3 separate regions of the Mus musculus genome follow, and all the other regions are linked to region 3. Evidence: chromatin contacts called from public Micro-C and promoter capture Hi-C data. All regions are on one chromosome and are shown on one strand. The core of a region is the stretch at or near the end of the contact, and the rest is flanking DNA. Distances in the headings are between cores, read along the strand shown.

Region 1 (3,436 bases), core at 543-3,042, 220 kb after region 3:
TCTAGTAGGGCATGTGATGCTGAGCAGGTCCTGAAAGTATGGAGACAGCTCTAAATGTCCAGATCTCTGTGTGCCCATCTTATTTCCTCTCTTGGGGAGCCTAACTCAGGAGGGTGGGAGACTCTGCCCAGCCCTGGATACTAAGCTAAGTGTGGGCACAGAGGCTCTTGATATACAAAGGGAAGCTAACTATCCTAATTTGCTTTCCTGCTGCTGTGATAAGCTATGATCAGAAGCAGGTCAGGGTGCAGGGAGGGGTTTGCTTCAACTTACACCAGGTAACAGTCTTTCCTTGAGAGAACTCAAGGCCGGAAATGGCAGCAGAAACCTAGGAGGAAGACTGCTGACGGGCTCCATCTCTGGCTAGCTCTTGCTTGCTCTCTGCCAGCTTTCTCGTACAGCATAGACCCACCTGTCAGGTGTGGTGCCACCCCCGTAGGTGTAACCATCAGTCAAGATGAGGCTCACAGCCATGGCCACAGGCTGATCTGATAAAAGCAGTTCTTCAGCCCGTTCCCTCTTCCCAGGTAGCACTAGGTTGCTGAAAAAGCATGTACCACTCTTCCTTTCTCCTCTCCCTCTTTATAGCATCCTTCTCCACTCTTTTACCTTTCTTCTATTTCACCTTTTGCTCTCCCCCATCCGCAGCTCCCACAGCCTTGCTGAGGGAATGGACACACTGCTCTTTCTCTTTCTCTGTTCCAGCCCACCTTTACTTCATTTGTTTATACACTGACCCTAAAGGACTGTGCATGTGTTCCTTACGCATGCTTGTGTGTGCATACGGTGGCAAGAGCAGCCACTCAGTGCCTCAGACCCCCGTGGTCCCTTGTCTGCATAGAACAGGTCTCTAGTTGCAGGTGGACAAGGAGTCAGCGAAATGAATGACAGACAGACACGGACGCAGCACAGGATTGTGTAGAATCTGAATGTAATTTGTCAGGTCGAGCATCGAACTTTTTATACAGAAGAATAACAAGAAACCAGACCATATACATCCGCTGAGTTACAGTGACACAAAACATAAGGAATATATACATCAAAAGAAGGTGGGGACCAGGCCACTGCCACTAAGAAGGGAGCCAGGTGTAATGCTAGTCTATTGTTAAGCCCACCACCAGGGGTTCTTAGTAAATACCAGATTTATGCTGTTTCTTTGGGCCTAGTGAAGAAACCTGTCTCAGGGGGATTCCCTAACTCTTTCATGGTAAACCCACCTATTTGCTAGGCCATTGTGTATTCCCTTGTCTGGCTAAGACTGACTATTGTCTCAAGTAAACACTCTGCAGATCAGCCCTGAGCTATTCCGGCTCCGTTGTTTGTAATGCCTAATTAGTTTCACCTTCTCTACTAGAAGTAAATTTGAATGTTACTGAATAGATAACCTTCTTACTGAATTCCTACTGAATTCCAAGTTTGTCGGCTTCAAGGATTTTCTGGGACGTTGGAACACTGGCGAAGGCTTAGCTATGTCAGAATCCAATCTTAAAGGGCACTTATAATAAAATAATACTAAAAGAGAGCACATGGATCCATACACCAGACTAACGCGGGGATAGGGTATGAGTATACAGGTTATGAGAATGCCAAGGTTCCAGGAGGTGAGTTTCTCTGAAACTCTTTGCCTTGTGAGTGCTTCCAGGCTTCTCAGCCTGTCAAGCAGACTACACTGGAGTGTGCGTAGCACCTCAGAGGACTTCCTTTCTCACGAGCACCTTATGGCCTTGAGGCAGGGTCTCTCACTGTACCAGGTCATCAGGTTTGGATAGACTGGCTGGGCAGCGAGCTCTTGGGATCTGCCTGCCGCTTATCCTAGTGCTAGGATTGCAGACACTAGCCATGCCTCTATGTGGGTGCTGAGGGTCTGCAGAGCAGCCACTCTTACTCACCCACCTAGCTTCCCAGCCCCCATCTTCAAAATTAGAATTTCTTTGACAATTTTATACATGGGAACAATGCATTCTGGTCATACACCTGCTCCACTATCTCTTTTTATTGTCATTTTGTGTAGATTTTGCTTTATGACCATGGGCATGGGTGTGGAGCTGCCCCTTGGAATAGTAACTCATCAGAGGGTACACTACTGAAGATACTGACTTCCTGACCCCATTAGCTTACCTGGGTGGGACAAAGTCCGACGAGCCTCTCTCTGTCTGTGACTGTCCTTGTCTGCAGGCTGTGCTTGTGCAGGTCCTACGCAGACAGCCACAGATGTTCATGAGTGTCACAATCCATATCATAAGATAGCATTTCATGGCCTTCCTCCCTCCGGTCTGGATCTTATATTCATTTTGCACCCTCTTCTGTGATGTCCCCTGATCCCTGGAGCTGGTGATGTGGGTGTGTCATTTAAGGTGGAACAGCGATGTGGGTGTGCTATTTAAGGTGGAACACTCAACAGTCACTTGCTCTCAGCACTTTAACCAGCCACAGATTTCTGAATTAACCACTGATTGCAACAAAGAGAAGCTTCTTTGGTCATGGCTGATGGTAGCACTAGTCCGTGGTGTATGTATAAATATTTAGGAAGCAGCTTGGCAGCATACCCACTTAGCAAAACTAAGCAGACTCAGCCCCAGTGCCATGACCTCTCTTCTTAGCCCCTAACCATGTGTTCAGTACTAGGAACGAAGTCCCTCCTGTGGACCAGGACTCAGATCAAATAAAAAATACTGTGATTAATATTAATAAATAAGGTCACCCCCTTAACCATCATGTCACCATGGCACCAGTGAGCTTGACAAGTTGGCACTGTAGCATGTAAAGTTCCAAGTTAGAAAAAAAAAAGATTTCTGGGTTTTCTCCCCCAGCTGCCTTGATAGCACTTTCCAGTCCTGTGAAGGGTAGCCAACCATCAGTGAGGGGAGGCTTCTGTCCAGTTCCAGCATATTCTCCAACCAGCATGTGTGGTGTCTTCTGCAGTTTGCATTTTCTTATCAGACAGTTCTGGAGATCAATCAAGAGTAATGGCCATTGGTGGCTCGGTAGGAGCTCTGGAGCCTTTATGGCCAGCAACTCCCATATCTGCTACAAGGGTTGTTGTTTAGTAACCCATGGTCTCTGGGGTTGGTAATATCCTCCCATGTGTAGTGCTTCTGTTCAAAGTCGTTTTAAAAAGCTGTGTTTTAAGATTATCGTATAAGGTAGTGGGTTTCCATGTGCCTTTTTTTTTTTTTTTTTTTAATGGGTTTTCAAGACAGGGTTTCTCTGTGTAGCCCTGGCTGTCCTGGAACTCACTCTGTAGACCAGGCTGGCCTCGAACTCAGAAATCTGCCTGGATTAAAGGTGCGTGCTACCACTGCCCGGCCCATGTGCCTTCTTTACAGTCTTGGCTTCTGTTTAACCCTTCCTGACTCTGTGTTCATCCACCTCAAGCTTCAGCACTCGGTAGCATCCTCTGTTTCCATAACACATGTGTTCAATAATGCTCCCCGGT
Region 2 (3,147 bases), core at 11-2,510, 220 kb before region 3:
CAAACAGCAGGCTCAGCCTGCTGAATTTCCTCAGTTTTAACATGCCAGCAACTGTAAGACACACCATCCATCAATTTAATAACAGCCTTTTAGAGCACAGGAGAGAGAACGCTTTACCTCCATGGATGAACACTTAGATTTATTCTAAACCTCCAACTATCAAATGGTAAGAGGAAAAGTTGATTTTAGATATGGGAATTGTGGCCACAGCCAGAGTTGCTCACAGTATAGTCGCCCTCAAGATCCCTAGGGTCCAAGGATGGAGTGTGTGTGTTTGGGGTTGGGGGCTGATTATTTCTGAGTCTGGGTCTTCAAGTGGCCATGCCACAACAGAGGACAAAGGCTGAGTCCAGGCTGAAGAGGCTGAGGCAGAGATAGATGCAGAGGGGCTGAGAGATAACTGGTTTGGAAGCCCCTCCTGCTGGCTGGGGTTTCCCTGGGGCACTCAGACCTGTGGCTACCAAGCAGGTTTAGCTCATCACGATCAAGCCTCTTGTGGCACTGGTTCCTGGCCTGGGTCTGCCAGGTTTCCTCATGTTTACCAAGACAGAAGGGATTCACTTCTGCCAAACTGCCTCTACATCGTGCAGATCATCTGGACAACAGAGAGGAGACCCCACCCCCACCCCAGGGCACCCAGCCTGCAGCTGGTCCCTGCTTCCTGTGGTCTGCCTGCCTGGCCACGCCACACTATCTCATGCCGTTAACCACAGCACATCCTAGGGTACCTGCATCACAGCCCTGTGATGAGCTTACTTCTACATTCAGCCTCCCTGACACACAGAATAATAATGCTTAGCAAAGTGTCTCACCCTGGGGTCACTAGGCAGAGGGAGTCCCAAGGAGGTCACAGCTGTCTCTGTTGAACAGTTGAGGACTAGTGTCTCTCGGCACCTTCTTTATCACACACTGTTTTTACCCCTTCTTAAGTATTGCTTGACTTCACTGCTCTCCCACCTTCCAGGACATAGCTGGGTGAGGGAAGCAGGCTTCCTGGAGGCCTCCCACTGTCTTGCTGACCTGCCCTCCTTGCCTGCAGGTTAATCGATGGCATGAACATCACCACCGAGGATGAGCACATGTGGCTGATCCCCTTTTCCCCTGGGTTGGACCATGTGGTTATGATCCACTTTGACAGAGCCCAAAGCATTGCTGGCCTGCGTCTCTGGAACTACAATAAATCTCCCGAGGACACCTACCGAGGGGTAAGCCGGGCAGAGCGGAGTCCACTGTCAGAGAGGCAGCATGATGAATGGCTGGTGTGGGTGCTGGAGAGGAGCATAAATCCTCCAGAACCTTCGGGGTGGAGGGAAGGGCTGACATCCAGGGAGAGAGCAGGCCGCACTTCCTTACAGCCCGGGGCAGCCTGGGGGAATCGCAGAGCTTTTTTTCCTGTGACTGTGGGTGCCCTTCCCACACTGTCCAGGCTTGTGTGTCAGCTGCAGGCCTGGTGTCCACTGAACGCTGGGGAGGGTGGGGTGTTGTCTGGTAGGCTTGTGTGTGCACCCCATTTCATCGGGCTCTCACCCTGCCTCTCCCGCCCCACCTCTCAGTGTTCTACAGAAGGCTGGAAAGGGCTGCCATTCTCTTGGGGGGCAACACAGCTAGAGTCTGGTCTGTCAAGCATGAAGCCCACACTCTTTCAATTGCTGGTGGAAAGGCAGGGATGGAAAATGGCCTCAGAAGGCTTGTAGGTCTTTGCAGTTTGTTGGCAGATCCCAGCTGCATGGCTAGAGGATTCCTGCCTGGGCAGGATATGCATGTGTGTGTGTGTGCACATGAACATGCATACAAGTTGTGTGTGTGTGCGTGTATGCGCATGCTCACGAGTGTGCTCACACGTGTGCATGTGTGTTCAGTAAGCTCTCAGTAAGCACAGTGCCTGCCTGTCAGCGCTGAGGCTGTGAGGAGCAGCAGCTGGGTCTCTGCTCTGCACCCAGACAGGACTTAGCAGTGCTGAGAGCAGGAAGATGGAGCCTTCGCCCATCTCACAGGTGAGGAAGGAAGTGGAGAGAGGCTGGAGGCCTGCACAGCACTGGTGGTAGAGGTGGTGCTCAGGATGGAATGTGATTGTCACGGGAACTCAGGCATGGCCGGCTTTCCTATGTCTCCTTTACCAGGTCAAAATCGCTCATGTGTCCCTGGATGGCCTGTGCGTGTCTCCTGCAGAAGGCTTTCTCATCCGAAAGGGGCCTGGCAACTGTCACTTTGATTTTGCACAAGAAATCCTTTTTGGGGACTACCTACAGACCCGGCTACCACCAGCACCCACCAGGAGGTGAGGGAGTTGGGTCTGGCCCACCAGCACCCTCTGTGTGAGCACCCTCAGGGATGGAGCCGCAGTCACACATGTCCAGAAACACCTCTGGTTGCTTCCAGCCAGCGTCCTAAGAGCAGAGCAGATGAAAAGCTCTCACTTGGGTTTGCCGGGGTGTCCTGGAGACTGCTCCAGCACCAAAGTATAAGCCAAGTGAGGTTTGCCGGCAAACCTGAGCACCAAAATCCACAATAGTGAAGCAAAAGAGCTCACTCCCCAGGGGCAAATTGTAACAGGTCCTTGCTCAGGACAGCCCAAGGAGGTCTATAGAAAAGAGCTATAGGAGCCCAAGGAGGAGAGGGCAGAGCGGTGGTTGTCTCTTCTAGAGCCACTATGGCCCATGCTTTTGAGTCTGCACTTGGGTTTTGGTTTTGAGTTTGGTTGGGGGGTTTTATTGTTGTCTTTCCTGAGATAGGATCTCACTCTGTAACCCTGACTAGCCTAGAACTCACTATGTAGATTAGGCTGGCCTCAAAGTCCCAGAGATCTTCCTGTCTCTTAGAGTCTATACTTGAAAGCAGTGATTTTTTTTATACCCATTTTTTAAGAAAAGGAAACTGAGGCCTGGACTGGGGATCATGAAGTCAGTAGTGCTCAGGGCTTCCCCTTTGTGCCCTTTCTCTTCTGCATCCCCATCCTGCCTACACTCTCGGGGCTTTACTATACCCAGTTTGACTGCTAGGAGAGGCCTCCTCAGATTTCTGCCCATCCAAATGGCCTGTCAGGCACCCTGCCCCATCACCAGCACCTAGCCCTCAGATTCGCAGCTTCTGTTGCTCTTTAGGCATGTGGTCAAAAGAGAGATCCCAGAGGCACATCCCGTTCAAGTA
Region 3 (3,126 bases), core at 121-2,620:
AGGATCAGGCTTGTGGAAGCAAGAAGTTTTAGACAGGAGGCTTTTAGACTATGCTGAGTGTGAGGAAGATACAGCTACATAAAGGGGGAGACGGCGCTTCCAAAGGGATCCTGCCAGAACAGTGGCTTACTACCCGAAAGCTGTGGGTTGAATCCATAGCCAGTACCACCCACCATATGGCACAGTCCCCTATCAGGCAGAGGTCCCCTGAGTGCTCCAGACTTGCTATCTTTTGGGGGTATTCACTTCAGCCCCATATGTCTGGGTGAGGGGACAGAAGTGTCGGTCTACTTTCTGAAAAGCCTGCCCCCTCCCCAGTTCTGAAAGAGACTTGTGCTAAGCCAGGATCCCTCAGCTCCAGTGCCTAAGTTGCCTGTTTTCCCGCCTGCCTCCCTTCTCTCCCTCCCTCCCACACCATCCACTCCCGCATCCACTCCTGGGAGGGCTCCAGGATACCCCGGCTAGTGGAAGGACATAAGGGTGCTCATCAGACTCCTCTATCCCCTGCTTTCTCCAGCCCTATCGTAGACGTTTAGCGCAGCTTGAGAGTAGCAGAACCGTTGGGTTCCTGGCCCCGGAGATCTGCGGTGGGAAGGGTTGCCTACAGCAAAGGTCCCCGGCCCCCACTATCACCTCCCGAGCTGAGACGGGCGGATGGGAGCAAGGAGGGGTACACGGGGAAATGACTTCAGGCCGAAGAGGGACCGCACGCACTGGAACTCGCAGCCAGGGTGCGCGCGCGGGGGACCGGGACGCGCCACCTCCCCGGTCCGGGACCAGCGGGCGCGCGTCCCCGGGGAGCCCCGCGCCAGCACTCACCCGGGCCACCGAGCTCTTCCTCACACGAGTACCAGATGCCAGTGTGGAAACGGCGCAGCTGGAAGCGCTCGTCGCCCGCCTCCCAGCTGTAGGGCGCGCCGGCCGGGCTCGCGGCGACGGGGGCGGCTGTGCTGTTGGCCGTGGCGTTGGCGCCCGAGTTGGGGCAGTTGGCGCCGCCGCCCTGGCCGCAGCCAGGCTTGGGCACCCGTTGCGTGCCCTGGCACCAGTACGTGGTGAGGAAGGCGGTGGTGGCGAAGAGCAGCGCCAGCAGGTTCAAGGCCACGGCCAGGAGCGCTCGGCCGCGGCGGCTCGTCTTCATGCCGCCCGCGCCGCCCGCAGCTCCGCGCGAAGTTGGCAGCGGTGCCCGCGTCAGCGCCCGCCCCGGGGCTCAGGTGCCTGCGGTCGGCGACGGTGTTCGCGGCGCAGGCCCATGGCCCACGGCGGGGACGCGGGGCGACGAGGACGCGGGGCGACTGGGGCCGCAGAGTGGAGCCGACCAGCGCGCCCGGAGCCCGGAGCGCGAGTGCGCTTCGGCGAGCAGCCGCGGGCGCCTGGCAGCGGCCACGGCGCAGGGACGCGCGCCCCTCCGTGGGGAGACACCTGCAGGCGGCCGGCGACACTGTTCAGCGCCCGCCCGCGCGCGGAGAGGGGGCGCGCCACGCTGGGCGCGGGCGGGGGACAGATCCGCGCGGGAGTGGAGAGGGACAAGTGAGAGATCCCAGGCAAGACGCTCCCAAAGGAGCCTCACTCAAGGCAGGAGAAGACCTCTCACCCAGACCCACACAGCCCTGCCAGATAAGTGACAAGGCAGCTTCTGTGGGTCTTTAGACTGTCAGGGGCCTCTGCAAAGGCTGCAAGACCCATCTGGAGCTTAGGAAGGGATGGGGATGCAGAGCCTCAGCGTTTGAAAGGCTTGTCCCTGCTCACCCTTGCTATCTGAGACCAATTCCTATCCACAGGCTCTCTGTCACCACACAGGAGGGCAGAGAGCTTGCAAAGAGGCAGCCTGCACAAGGAAGCGAGCATAGGATGTGACAAACAGGGCTTCTCCACCCAGGCTATCCACACCAGAGACCCAGAACATGACTCAAGAGGCCACAAAAAGAACAGCAAGTCGTGGTCGCCAAAAGGTGGTGTCCTGCAGGTCTGCGAATGCTGAATGCTTAAGACTGGCCGGGCAGGGTTGGTTAACCATCCTGACTTTGCAGTCAGTTAAATCCAGGACTCGACCAGCTGTGTGACTTTGAACAAGACACTTGCTCTCTCTGACCCTCGATTTCTGTATCTATAAAAAGGAAAGAATGTGTTCCAGAGCCAGAGGTGGGGAAGGCATCTGGCACACAGTAGGCACTCAGTAAATGCTGACACTATTAGGAATATCTGGGCCAAGGAGTTGACGAAACTCAGACCTTTTTAGCATCTCTTTCTCAAACTAGGATTGCTCATCTGTGAGCACCCCCAACCCCACCTCTGCTCTAAGATGAAGCTACACCCTTCACTCTTCCCACTGCATGGGGCACAGTGCCTGGATGCCCAGGGTGTGCAACCATTAATTGCACATTGATTGCAGGAGCTAATTTGAATTCTGCCCAAGCCAAGAATGACTCCAGCCACCCCCAGCTTGCCGAGTGGCAGGCTTTGCAGAATTCAAGGTTAACAGATTACGAATTGCCTTACTCCTGTGGGTGAGCCCCACTCACTGCCAGCTGCTGCCACTCTGCCTGGGGGCAGGAGAGACTAAAGCAATGCTGGTGTGAGGACAGCCAGGGGAGCCCTGCACTTGCTTATCAGAGCTTCTTTCTGGCCCCAAACAAGGAGTTTCTAACTATTTTCAGGAGAACTTCTGGATTGCAATGGTGCATTCGAGTATTGGTTAATGTGAATGAACGACCACAAGGAATCTGCTGCCCTCAACAGGCATGCAATATGTATCATCTGAGCCTGTCCACGTTTAAATGCAGCCCTGGGGTGTGCACTGACGTGACACTTCCTTGGCCTTGAGACTCAGTTAGTATTCATGTGGCAAGGCACGTTTCTTTCAAGCTGGGAACCCTGTTCTGGGGCGGGAAGCGGGGAGGAGTTCAAAGCAAGGAGAGCCCAGAGGAAAAGTCTCAGGGACTACTCTTCTTAAGTAACACCCAGAGGAAGCAGAGACCCGCTGTGATATCCTGTCAGGGGTACCCAACCACCTGCTCACTGAGCAGCCACTGTATGCTCAGCTCAGGAAAGAAGAGAGAACATGAGTGACATTAATAAGACCAGCACAGGCTGCCTGTGCAGGGGTGAAGGGCAGGGAGGGGTAGATGT

What was found. Promoter capture Hi-C pulls out the DNA fragments that hold promoters and counts their contacts. Hi-C and Micro-C count contacts between places; a contact is called where the count stands out from the background.
Region 1: a contact with region 3 is called in a Micro-C map of embryonic stem cells, with 2.3 times the contacts expected there. The contact joins the enhancer-like site here to the promoter of Gsg1l in region 3. A contact is called at or near these places in 1 of 39 promoter capture datasets (pre-B cells) and 5 of 484 Hi-C or Micro-C datasets (embryonic stem cells and erythroblasts).
Region 2: a contact with region 3 is called in a promoter capture Hi-C map of the HPC-7 cell line. The contact joins the enhancer-like site here to the promoter of Gsg1l in region 3. A contact is called at or near these places in 15 of 39 promoter capture datasets (3T3-L1-derived adipocytes, the C10 cell line, the HPC-7 cell line and 9 more), 1 of 15 datasets of contacts at CTCF or cohesin (large pre-B cells), 8 of 484 Hi-C or Micro-C datasets (Sertoli cells, cerebellum, cerebral cortex and 4 more), 11 of 115 datasets of contacts at active chromatin or transcription factors (SST interneurons, embryonic basal ganglia, embryonic forebrain and 7 more) and 4 of 9 other capture datasets (adipose tissue, embryonic stem cells, liver and 1 more).

The regions. Positions count from the first base shown.
Region 1 is chr7:126,300,764-126,304,199 of GRCm38.p6, forward strand. No RefSeq gene overlaps it. Among named protein-coding and RNA genes, the nearest start is that of Sbk1, 30 kb to the left of the region's middle. Within about 2 kb of position 1,793, at least 5 of the 459 cell types and tissues checked have an H3K27ac peak or open chromatin away from gene starts, as enhancers often do. A contact at or near this core is called in embryonic stem cells, where this site is marked.
Region 2 is chr7:125,864,206-125,867,352 of GRCm38.p6, forward strand. It overlaps D430042O09Rik (RIKEN cDNA D430042O09 gene), which reads left to right. Exons shown (of 28, transcript NM_001081022.2): 20 at 1,040-1,205; 21 at 2,121-2,278. Among named protein-coding and RNA genes, the nearest start is that of Gm51456, 87 kb to the right of the region's middle. Within about 2 kb of position 1,261, at least 25 of the 459 cell types and tissues checked have an H3K27ac peak or open chromatin away from gene starts, as enhancers often do. A contact at or near this core is called in the HPC-7 cell line and neural tube, where this site is marked.
Region 3 is chr7:126,081,041-126,084,166 of GRCm38.p6, forward strand. It overlaps Gsg1l (GSG1-like), which reads right to left and starts at 1,371. Exons shown (of 7, transcript NM_001101488.1): 1 at 820-1,371. The coding sequence starts at 1,138.